Regions from separate parts of the Mus musculus genome. Here region 1 is linked to region 2. A link is a contact called in public HiCAR-type data. All regions are on one chromosome and are shown on one strand. Each heading gives the region's core, a stretch centred on a gene start, on an enhancer-like site or on the middle of the called end of the contact. The rest is flanking DNA. Distances are from core to core; before and after follow the strand shown.

Region 1 (5,961 bases), core at 492-2,991, 730 kb before region 2:
TGATGCCCCCGGGAGTAGGTGCTGGGAGTGTGAAGATGGATCATGCTGTGCGCAACCAATGTGGGGAGGCTTGGAACCTGCTAATCCCGAATCAGTTTTCCGGATTCAGGGCCATAGGCTTCTCTTTCAACCCAGGCTTCCTTTACCTTTTCAAGCGTTTCCTTGTTCCCAGCGTGCCCTGTTCCTCTTGCTTCCTCTCTGTGTTCTCCTTTAAAACTCTATGCCTAGAAATACCTTTAAGTTCTTACATCCTCACTTTCTCACCTCGGCTCTGGGCCCCTGAACTACATGGCGGTCAATGTCATGGGTCTAACACTACTTCCTGAGAGTCTTCTGAGAATTTGCTTTTTCTGAACTGGAAGTCGGTGTAGACAGTAGCGCCAGGTCAACTGGTAAGTCTTCCTATTTTCCACTAAAGGAATCCAGCAGGCCTCCAGGATAGCTATCTTCACACAGCATTCACCTGCCCAGAAGGAAGAAGAGAAATAGGTGAAGCCAGGAAAAAATAAGTAGCCTGTTGGAAGCTTAAGATAATGCTGAAATACAGCGTCTGTCAGCCCCTGGACAGAGATGCTGAGAAGAGCAGACTGAGTTTCCAGATACCAGGCTGGAAGGGATAGTTAGGGAGATGTCTGTCTATACCTATATCGGCTGGCCTCCCCTCCCCTTTCCTCTTCCTTCTCCTCTCCTCTCCTCTTCCTTCCCCTCCCTTTTTCCTGCCTCCTCCCTTCTTTCCAACCCCCTCCCCCTTTCTTTTCTTTCTTTGCCTTCTTTTGTGCTTTTTGAGACAAGGTCTCACTTTGTAACCAACACCTGGCTTGAACTCATGGTAATCCTGTCTGTTTCCTCAGTGTTCATAAACTTCTGTATGCTCCTCTGAGTGGCAGGAGCAGGTAATATCTGGGGATCTAGGAGCTGCTGGGGCTAAGAGTTCACCAGTTCACAGAAGGGGAACTTGCCCAGAAGGTGCCCCTGTGCACTACAAGCTGATGCCCACCCACCTTCCCTGCCCGGATGCCACTGGTTACTTTTTCTTAAAGGACTTGGACGGGGGCCTTTCTCCGACTCCTCTCCAGCCCGTGGCTGAGCCAGCCAGCCTCCTCTCTGCATTGTCTTGGAGAGAGGAATCACCTGGGATTTAGGCTCATTTTTAACAATGTATCCTCATTTCCTGGGGACTAACAGCTTTGTGAGGGTCTCTCAGCAACCCGCGTCAAGGGGGAAGGGGATGGGACTCAAGATGCCTTTTGCTAATTAGAACCCCTTCAGCTCTCCTGTTACACAAGAATCCAGGGCACCACATGACCCTCTGCAAAGCTGCCTTTTTTTTTTTTAAGGTATTTTTAGCCAGAATCAAAGGGTGAGATTTTTTTTTTTTTTTCTGCTCAACTTTGCAACTGTAAGGCTGTGAACCTCATCTCACATTCTCCTTCCTTTTCTATAGATTCTACTGTCCTTACCCGGTTTCTCTATTTCTTTCTCCTTCCTGGAACTCTGCATGCGTGTGTGCGCATATGTGCACGTACGTCCATGCATGCAGGCGCACATGAGGGTGAGTGCATGAGCTCCTGTGTGTAGGTGTGAGGGCCTGGCGGGAGTGTGGCCGCGGTGCCAGGCAGCCATGCTGCATCTCTGGCTGCTCATTGTTCAGTTCCGTCTCCATGGTGACAGGAGCAGCTGCTCCATTCTGGGCCTTGGCTTGGCTGTGCAGGGCGGCCTGCCCGCCCGTCTGCCCGCCGGTCCACCCTCCCGTCCTCCTGCCCAGCCGTGGGAGCTGCCAGCTCTACGCCCTCCCGCTGCCCACAGGCCTTGCCAGGCTGGGCGCAAGAAAGCGTGTTTACTAACACCATCCACATGGCTCCTGGGGCACCGTGGCTCTGCCCAGAAGATGTCAGGCCCAGGGCACCGGGAGGTGGGCCTGGAGCCAGGCTGTCTGTAGCTGAGGGAAACCAGGCTGGCCAGCGGCTGCTGCTGCCGCCGCCGCCGCCTAGGTCTGCCAGCGCTCCCAGCCTCCAGGCAGGGTTGCAGGCACTTGTTCAGGGGCCCCAGAGAAGCCCTCTCCGAAGTCTCTTTCCCCCTTCCTGCCATGCTGTTTAATACTCTTCTCAATGTGCCCTAGTCCTAGTGTATTCCACCTGGTCATTTTACCCCTGGCAGTCTCCTCTGGTCCCCATAGTGGAATTATCCAATCTAACACCTTCACAGGCTTAAATTAGGAGCTGCCAAGTGGGAGGGACCTGAAGGATGTAGTCCTTTGAAATAACAGGCAGAGGGAGGGCAGGGTTGTGTCTACACCCCATCTGCCCTCAGAGGCCTGGGTGGGCTCTCCTGTGTGGCCCTTTTGAGCTCTGCATTCTTTCCCTCTGCTTCTCTTTCTCCTCCTTCCTTCCTTCTTCTCAGCCTCTCCTTCTCTCCCCATCAGTTTTTGTTTTTTTTTTTTTTCCGTGAAGGCCTCTGTTCTCTGTGTCTGTATGTCCATATGTACGTCTGTGATTGTGTGTGTCTCCGTTTGTGGTTTGGTGTTCTGGTGGGTGTCAGTCTCCCATCTGTGTAAATGTCACTAGTTCTGTGTGTCTCCCTCCATCTGTGTGTGTCCATGTTCCTGTGTGTATCTTTGTATGTGTGTATGTGTCAGTGTGCTTGTGTGTGTGTGTTTCTCCCTGTGTGTATATCTACTTATGTCTCCATCTGTGTCTATGCATATAAGAGAGAAAGATGGACCCCCTTTAGGAGGCTAACGACAGTCCTTCTTGGGAATGTCCCCACAGCCTCTTACTGAGGTCTAGTTCCCAGATCCTGGTATCAGAGTCTTGGAACCATAGGCTAACTTCCGTCATCCCTCCTGATGATTCTGCCAGCCTGGGACCCTTGGGGACTTCTGGGACCTGTTTGTCCCAGCAGTAGATCTGTAGCTTCCTGAGAGCCTATGACCCTCTACTGTGTGTGCACAGTGAAGCTTCATAGTACCTGACCTTGTGAAATGTTTTTCCTTAGAAATTTCAGTTGGCGCCAGGCAGTGGTGGCGCACGCCTTTTAATCCCAGCATTTGGGAGGCAGAGGCAGGCGGATTTCTGTGTTCGAGGTCAGCCTGGTCTACAGCGTGAGATCCAGGACAGCCAGGGCTACACAGAGAAACCATGAACCCTGTCTCGGAAAAAAAAAAAAAAAAAAAAAAAAAAAGAAAGAAATTTGGGTTGGTTATAAACCTGAGAGCAAGCAACAATTAGGTCACATTGATATATCTTGAAAGCACTGGTGGTACTCACTGAGTGTCCCACCATGCCAAGGTCAGCCACTCTGTCCACATTTAAGCCTATTTCCGGCCATATTCTGCCCCTGATTGAATCTCAGCTTCCCTTCAAACTTTAAGATGTGTGGCCTATGTGATCTAGGGAGGGGCATTCGAGGAAAGAATCAATGAGGTCCTTGGGTAGTGGCACCTGTTGCAAGCATTTACTAAGTGTCTGAGACCTGCTAGGCTTAGGATAAAGTGCCATCTATACCAGACATTTAAAAAATGCCCTCAGGATTCCATATGACAGAAAATGACCATATTTTGCATATTGGGAAGTGTGGCTTAGAGAATTTAAGTGACTTACCCAAGACCACACAGCTAAAGAACCTGCCTCTCCTTCCTGGGCCATCTTGCCTCATAAAATGGCTGGGTATCCCTTTGAAATGGGGCTGCTCAGAATCGTTCTCATGGCTGCTTTAAGTCTCCCCCACAGCTGCTGCCTTAGCCAAGCCACCTATCTTTTGACTGGAACCCAAGAATAGTCCCTTATCTCCAAGTTTGGTGGTTTGAATGTGCTTGGCCCAGGGAGTGACACTATTAGGTGTGGCATTGTTGGAATGGGTGTGGCCTTATTGGAGGAAATGTGTCACTGTGGGGGTGGGCTTTCAGACTCTCCAATGAGACTGTCTTTCCTGGTTGCCTTCCGAACAAGAAGCAGAACTCTCAGCTCCTTCTCTACCACCATGTCTGCTTGCACACTGCCATGCTTCCAGCCATGAGGATAATGGACTGAACCTCTGAAAGTGTAAGCCAGCCCCCATTAAATGTTTACCTTTTCTGATTTGCCTTGGTCATGGTTTCACAGCAATGGGAACCCTAACTAAGACACCGAGTTTCCATTCTCCTCCTGCCCTCTGACTTATTTTATATGCCAAGGGAGAACCCTAACACACTCAACACTCAACACAAAGCAAGTCACTGTCATATAATCCCAGCACTGAAGCCTGAGGCAAGAGAACCGGCAAGTTCAAGGCCAGCCTGGGCTACATAAAGTCTTTCTCAAACATGATATTAATAATAATTACCTAATATATGTAACATGATCAACGATTATGTGTGTAAATGTATCTCCCCTAGGGATGGAGGGAGAATAGTGATTTAGATAAACTACAATGTGGAGTTAAGTGATCACTGAGTGAACTACATAACGTGATTCTTTTTCTATCACAAACCAGGCATCCCTATACATACATACTCGTATGTTGTAAATGTTGAAATCAAAGAGAAAGCCCTATAAATATCTAAAAATCTAGGGCATGCCAGGATGTCAAAGGCAGTTACCTGGGGTAGGAAAGAAGAGAGGATTGGGCAGTAGACAGATTAGTTTTTCTTTTTATTTATTTTTTAAATAATTTATTTTGTATGTCTCTATGATGGCACTGGATCCCCTGGAGCAGGAGTAACAGGCAGTTGTAAGCTCCCATATGGGTGCTGGGGATTAAACCTGGGTCTCCTGGAAGAGCGGCCAGTGTTCTTAACTGCTGAGCCATCTATCTCTGCAGCCCAGATTATGTTTTCTTAATTCCTCTCTGCGTTATTTCATCTGCTAACACCATCACATAGTACTTTTAAAATTATGATTATTATTTGAAGAACAGTCTCATTTAGCCTAGGCTGCCATCAAATTTATTCTGTAGCTAAGCCTGGCCTTGAACCTCCTGCCTTTGTATTCCAAGTGTTGATTATAGGCCTGTATTACCATATCTAGGTTTATGCAGGGCTGGGTATTAAGCCCACTGCTTTATCATGCTATTGCTATAGAAACTGAATCACATCCCAGCTACTAAGCTTTTTTTCATTTTATTTCTTTTCATTTTCTTTTTTCGAGACCTGGCTGTCCTGGAACTCACTTTGTAGACCAGGCTGGTCTCGAACTCAGAAATCTGCCTGCCTCTGCCTCCCGAGTGCTGGGATTAAAGGCGTGTGCCACCACGCCAGGTTCTTTATTCCTTTTTTTCCTCTCCTCCCCGCACCATGTGTTGGGGTACATTCTTACTTTGTAGGGAAAGTTGGCATTGGACTCATGTTAATCCTTCTTTCTCAAGTACAAAAGTGACAAGTATATTCTGACATATTTAGCTTTACCTACATTATTTTAATAACTTTAAAATTAATAAATAAGAATTCTAAAGACCAGTCTCATTATTTGCCTTGTTATTTAATATGTTCCATAACCCTCACGGCTGACAGAATAGTATCCAAACTTAAAATGGATCACAATATTCTTTGGACTCTGCTTCCAGCTGCTCCCTGCTTCACCATAGCTACTCACCATGTCTTCTTTGACCACAGTGAATTCCATCAGTGTCTTTACTGTGTCCAATTGTCTTACCCCAACACTGTACTCATAACCCCTGAGGAATTGGCTTATACCTTACTCCTTCAAAGTGCCTTCTGTAAAATGGCATCATAGCTGTGTTTGTATTTATTTGGGAGAGGAGAGAGGAATGAGTTAGAAGATACTTCGAGATTGGGGATGAATGATGTTTATGGAAGCTATTTTATAGGAAGAAAAACACCATAATAATCTTTTATTGCCCTTGTTTTGGGGGTTTGTTTTGTTTAATTGTATTTTTGCTTTTTTGTTTTGTTTTTTGAGACAGGGTTTCACTCTGTAGACCAGGGTAGACTAGAACTCACAGCAATTACGTAATTATCTTAGCCTC
Region 2 (6,261 bases), core at 131-2,630:
CAGCACCTCCCTGTCTCTGCGCCAGGTGTCCCTTCTCTTAACACCAAAGTCCCAGTTATATGGAAATTCTCCCCTTCCTGAGCTTCCGGCTTTTTCTAATGGCCAGATGCCTTTGTTCTCTACATCCTTGTTCTGTTCTGTTCTCAGCTCCTGTGTCACCCCCCTTAAGCTGCAAACTCTGGGACAAAAGGCCAATAGTGCTTATTTAACATATCAAAGCGACCCCACAGCCAGATTCTTCTCCCAGCATCCCTCAGTCCCTACCTGTTACAGGGTATCCTTGCATACTCTGCCCTACAGTCTGAATTTTCCAGGGGCTGGGCTGCCCTTCCCCCAGAGGCTCTTCTCTGAATAATCCAGCCATTTTGGTTCTTGCCCCTTTCATTCCTTAGGCCTCCTGGCTGCTGAACCATTTCCCCCTCACTATCCTTTTCCTTCCCCTCCCCCACTCCTCACAAGGCTCAGAGTCATTACCTCTGTGGACTTGCCCAGATGTGTCTACCTCTGGCTTTGCTCTCCCTTTTATCTACAATAACCTTTCTCCTCCACCATTCCAAGGAGGGGGTCAAATTCTTTCCTTTTATTTCTTTTTCCTCCACTCATGCAGCTACAGGAGCCTGACCAATCTGAGCCCCCAGCAGAATTAGAGTATACTGCCCTCCTCTTGGTGGGCCATTTGTCCTCCCTCTATCATCTGACCGTACCTATGAGTCACCTCTGTCTGCCTGTTAATCGGGTGGTAACCGGAAATGGGACCACTCTGTCTCCTGAAGGCCTGGCCAGATGAAGAATTCATTGCAATTTGATGAATCTGTGAGAGACAGACCCAGGTTCTGAAGAGATGGCCTCCCGACTTTGTCTCTCTAGCCCTGTCTGCCTTCAGCTCCTGTAGAAACAGCTGCAGGGCTCACAGGCCAAACCCCATGGGTCAGAGAAACAACTGTCTTGTGAGTGTGTGTTTCCCCTCAAAACAAAGATTGCAACATCCTCCTGGCCTGGAGTTCACAGCTGTGGGAGGAGGTTGCACTGGGTAGTGCAGGGTCAAGGAGGCAGAGGTGGGGGTGTGGGGGACCGTTAGGTCTGAATAAGTACCGAGGTAGAGCTTAGCCCCACCCCCACCAAGCCGGGTGGTGCAAACACTGTGAAGAGCCCGGTTTTCCTTAGCTTCCTCCCCACGTTTTACTTTTCTCTGATATTTGATTATGTGTGAATTCCTTCTCATCCCCTGGGAGCTAGCACCCTACCGCCTTTGCAAAATATCTGAGTTACATTTTTGCAGATCGTCAAGCTTCAAGGGCATTCAAACGACCTTCTAGAGGACTGCAGTGTCTTGGTAAGTGATGCCCCCTGGTGGCCAAATGGAGTAGTTGCAATTCGCAGGGACCATGAAGTAAGAACCCTGGCTTTGTAATGGCCATGAGGCTCTGTTCAGCAGATGTCCCACTGTCCCTGAAGGATTGGCTGAAGGGCAACAGGGTTGTGTGTGTGTGTGTGTGTGTGTGTGTGGTATCAGGCCTTTAAGGATGCTGAAAGTTTACCTTCTATAATCTGAGTGCTAAAGAGTTGTTTAGAGACCCACCCACTTATTTCTCAGATGAAGCCAATTCCAGGGAGGGGAGAGGGAATTTCTCAGTCTGTATGACAAGTTGAAGAGGCAGAACAGGCATGTTGGTTACTGATTTGAAATTCTTTCCTTCTAGCATCTTGGGACACCTGCCATGAAGTCCTTCCTATGTTTGCTTTCTTTCAGAGGAAGAGAAGACCAGCATCTTCCCTCTAAATCTCCCTCGGTTGGGCTCCATCTCAGTCCTACTTGCTACAGGAAGTCTTCTACAAATAATCAGAGGACACATCCAAAGCTCTCCTGGAGCTGGTCCAAAAGTTAGACGGTAGAATTTGAACTGTGAACACATTGCATAGAAACAACCTCACAGGGCTTGACAGTCTAATGAAAAGTAATAGTCAGAGAGACAGAGAGGCACAGGTCGAAGGACAATTGAGGCACTATTGTGTATTTTGAAGAAAATAAGTAGGGCAATTTGGTAGAGGACAAGTTTAAGTGAGGCCCATGAGCATGGTCAAGGAGGATTGCACTAAAGCAGGGAGAACATTCAGGGAAGGTAGAGGAGAGGTGTGTAGAGGCTGTAGGTCTGGGGTGAGATTGGCAGGTCCCATCGTGGAGAAGACTCAAGAGGTGATAGACTAGTGGCCAGGAAGAGCACACCAGGGCAAGAGCAAGGAAGCCAGGCCAGAGGCACAATCTGATTTATAACTCACGTGAATCCCAGGCTATGGCACTGCCAGTCTCCACTTTCACACCAGCTCGTCTCCTCCAGAAAGTCCTTCACCACCCTACCAAGTTGGAGTCACTTCTCTGAGCCCTGGTGTTAACATCTCTGTGTCTCTATCATTGGGGCTATCCATGACACACCAGCTGTGGCTATGTCTTTTGACTACCCAGCATAGTAAGCTCCACATTCAGAGAGACAGAGACAATGGACCCAAATCTAGAACATTCTGCCAGAGGCAATGTGTCCCTATGCCACCGCTTCTTGGTGTGTAAGGTGAGACTAGAAATGCACATTGCATAGCTTTTTAAATAATTAAGTAATAAGTATAAAACGTTGTCACAACAATGGCAGGCACTATGTCACCTCTCGTTAAGGAGGAGATGTCCTTTCTGGGTATGTTCCCAGGCTAGCTCCAATGAGATCCATCCTAGCGTCTATGGTGGCAGTTGCATGCTTTGGTAGTTGCATAGGGAGACTTTGGAGGGAACACATTTAGTCAGACTGAAGAAGAAAACTGAAGGTGGCATAGGTTGATGGAATTCTGAATTATTGAATAAAGTTAATTTATTTAATTATTCCCTTTGGCAATATACACTAGACAAAACAGCTTGGGTTTTTTGTTTGTTTGCTTGCTTGCTTTTTTGAGATAGGGCTTCTCTGTGTAGCCTTGACTATTCTGGAATTCTCTGTAGATCAGGTTAGCTTCAAACTCACAGCGATCCACCTGCCTCTGCCTTCCAAGTGCTGGCCTTAAAGGTGTGCAGCACCACAGCCAGGCTGACATACTGTTCTCGTGCAGCTGTTCTTGGGCATGGGTTGTCTATTTACAAAAGGCACCAGACCAGAGGTTCTTCCTCCCTTAATCCTCAGTGAGGATGGTCTTTGTTTCATTGGCAGCCTTCTTCAAACACACGTGGCTCACATGGGAAGGACGAAGCTGGACATTCTGGTCTCATTCTGTACTTGCCCCATCTTCCTTCAATGTTCTCCATTCACTTACAATGATTCACTAATTGTATCATTGTAATACTTGATGTTATATTTATTAACTTATTCTTTTCTCCATCGTATCTAGTTTACGTCGCCCTACTGCTCTTGGAAAGAGGGCCTGCGCTGGAGTGTGGCCAACCTACCAGGCGCCACATCATTAAAGAAAATCGAGTCTCCCTCTTTCCTCAGCTACCAATATCTCCTCTGCCAGGGGTGGGATTCCATGCAGATATCCTGTCCTCCATACTGAGATTCCATTTAGACTGAGCTTAGGCAGGTCTCTTGCATGCTGTCACAATTGCTGTGAGTTTGAGATGTCTACTGTACCCTGCTGTGTCTGGGAAACACATTCTTCGATGTCATCCTCCATCCTTCTTACCGGCTTCTATGAATAACTCTATGATCTTGGAATACGCCTTTAACTAACCTTTGTTTGGTACCCACGGCATGTCAAATTTGAACTAGGTATGTTATGCATATATTAGCAAAATTTCAAAATGAGAGTTATTATTGTAAGTGAATTCATAGGAAGTGTAGAGAGAGTTTAACTAAAGCCCTAAGGGGTCCATACCTTACTGTTATTCTTTGTTTCTTAAATATTCCTAAAGGAAAATTTATGGGTTAAAGGCCTGGTCCTCAGCTGAGTGCTCATATACGGCCACAAAAACTTTAGATGTGTAGTCATTAGCTCACTGGAAGCTTCCCCTCAAAGGGAATCATAAGACTGATGTCTTTTCCTTTCTCGTTCCTTTTTTTTATCTTAAACTTCCCATCCCTGAGAGAAGCAGTCTCCTCTAAGATCCTCCCCGACTCCAACCGTAGTGTGCTATCCTATCTGTTACATACCCAAAAGCATTGGGCAAACTGACAATTGACTACCTGCTAATGCTAGGTGCTAACACAACCTTTTTACTTTATAAGTTGATTCATCACAGATATTTATAACAGTGCCAGAAAGCTGTCTTACACGCTCTGCAAAAGCTACGCTGCTAAAGAGGCTCTAGATCCAGGCTTCCAAACTTACAAATTTGCTCCTGATTCTTTGTCAGTTTTAGGTATAACCAGTAGAGACTCTTGCTCAATATGCAATGACAGAAGGGAGTCATTGTTGTAACCCACTGGTTCCAGTGTATGGCACTCTTCTCCTAGACATCCCCCTCATGCCCACAATGAGCTGTGTCCCTGTTGTGTACACAGCAATTTCTTTCTGGTAAATTACTTCCCGTGGGTGTCATCATCTGAATTGCCCAGGGTTAAGCCAAGAGAAGACAGCACAGATTTGATGCTTGTGTGAATGTGCCAGGAGCTGAGGCAGACGGGTCTAGGTTCCTGTAAATGGGGCATGGGAGAATAGATAGTGAGGGATGACCTCATCCTAGAGCAGTGAGGCAGGTGGAGAAACCAGTGCTTGTAGGGGCATATGGGGATATGCCATACATTTAGCAAGAAGATTGAAGAGGCTTACAAGCATCATGTCTAACCTTCCAGATAGCAGTGTCTGCCTCACCCATACATTCCATTTCCCCTGTGAGTGCCTCTCACTGACAAACTGAAGTGCTCAGAGATCCGAGGTTCATGGTAACCTGGCTTGGAAAAAAAAAGAAGATTGAGTGGAATTGATGAGAAATTTCCAATGACTTTTCTACAAACATTTAGGAAATGCTACTGTCATCTTACAGGGAGAGACAGTCACTAACAGATTGTCTAAGTAGCAAGACTTGGATCTTTCTAGGTGTGTTTGTTTTGATTTCAGTCCGTAGGCACCATGTGTGGGTCGCAGCTGGCCTTGTGCAAAGTGTGTTTATTGCCCTAAATGATCATGCTGGTGACTGAAATTCTGCCATCTACCCTGCCTGTCTTGTGAACCTGGCACCTGACTTTCTGCAGTGAGTCTCATATCCCACGCATGCAGATGTGACTTTCAAGCTCTAAGTGGAAACGTGATAAGAATGGGAGTAGCAGTGTTTCTTTGGGTCCTGTCCCTGTAATGCAAACACCACCCATCATTACACTCTCAATGGCTAAGGCCATAGCAACAGGATCTTAGCTTTCATGATAGCAAAAAGTCTGGACATCAGTGGTCCCTTCCCATTTCAAACCAGTTGGGGTAAGCACCCAGAATGGAAGTGACATTTGAAAACGAAATTGTTTTAGAGAAAGACTGAAAAAAAATGTGGTTTTGTGGTTTGTCAAGCTCCACTCCTAACCATGTTCAAATTAATGCTATTTATACTTTTGCAACTTATGAATCACCCTCTTTCAAAATCCCAGTTATGAGTGCTGAGGCACATTTATGTAGGGAGGCGGAAGGGATGTTAGTTAGGAACATAGGCCTGGCCCTCAAAAATTGGCTTTGAACCCTAGTTCTCATGACTAGATTTGTGACTGTACCCATCTTAAACTTAGGTTTGCTACCCCCTCCTATCAGATGAAGATAAAGGTTACTGGCACTGTTTAAAAGACATCTGTCCTCAGATTACAGAATTATTTTGGTATTATTATTATCTCAGAGAATAGTTGAAACCTCATTAAGACAGAAAAACATATACAAGACCCAAGAAAGAAACATTATATGTGAGGCGTAGGTACAAGTCAGTTCCTGAAATGCAATCCCATATTGAGATATATAAAGAAACTAAGACAAGCCAGGCACAAAGGACATCAGCCCTTAGTGTAAGCCACCAGTGAGGTTGCCAGCAAAACAACTCTTATCTCAATGATAAATGACCCGCAGAGTCTAAGTGAGTGGTTTTCAGCCTTCCTAAGACTTCCACCCTTTAACACAGTTTCTCAAGGTGTGCTGACCCCCAAACATAACATTATTTTGTTGCTACTTCATCACTGTAATTTTGCTATTGTCATGAATTGCAATGTAAATATCTGATATGTGTGGCATCTGGTATAGAACACTATTGAAAGGGTCACCTGACCCCTAAGGGGTTGTGACCTACAATTGAGAAATGCTGCAAAGGAAAGCCTG

What was found. HiCAR-type assays count read pairs that join an accessible place to other places.
Region 1: a contact with region 2 is called in a HiCAR-type map of embryonic stem cells, with 2.5 times the contacts expected there. The contact joins two enhancer-like sites. A contact is called at or near these places in 2 of 39 promoter capture datasets (cranial neural crest and maxillary cranial neural crest) and 2 of 115 datasets of contacts at active chromatin or transcription factors (astrocytes and embryonic stem cells).

Annotation. Positions count from the first base shown.
Region 1 is chr12:12,900,566-12,906,526 of GRCm38.p6, reverse strand. No RefSeq gene overlaps it. Among named protein-coding and RNA genes, the nearest start is that of Gm40271, 5.9 kb to the left of the region's middle. Within about 2 kb of position 1,741, at least 141 of the 459 cell types and tissues checked have an H3K27ac peak or open chromatin away from gene starts, as enhancers often do. A contact at or near this core is called in embryonic stem cells, where this site is marked.
Region 2 is chr12:12,171,525-12,177,785 of GRCm38.p6, reverse strand. No RefSeq gene overlaps it. Among named protein-coding and RNA genes, the nearest start is that of Gm34348, 27 kb to the right of the region's middle. Within about 2 kb of position 1,380, at least 165 of the 459 cell types and tissues checked have an H3K27ac peak or open chromatin away from gene starts, as enhancers often do. A contact at or near this core is called in embryonic stem cells, where this site is marked.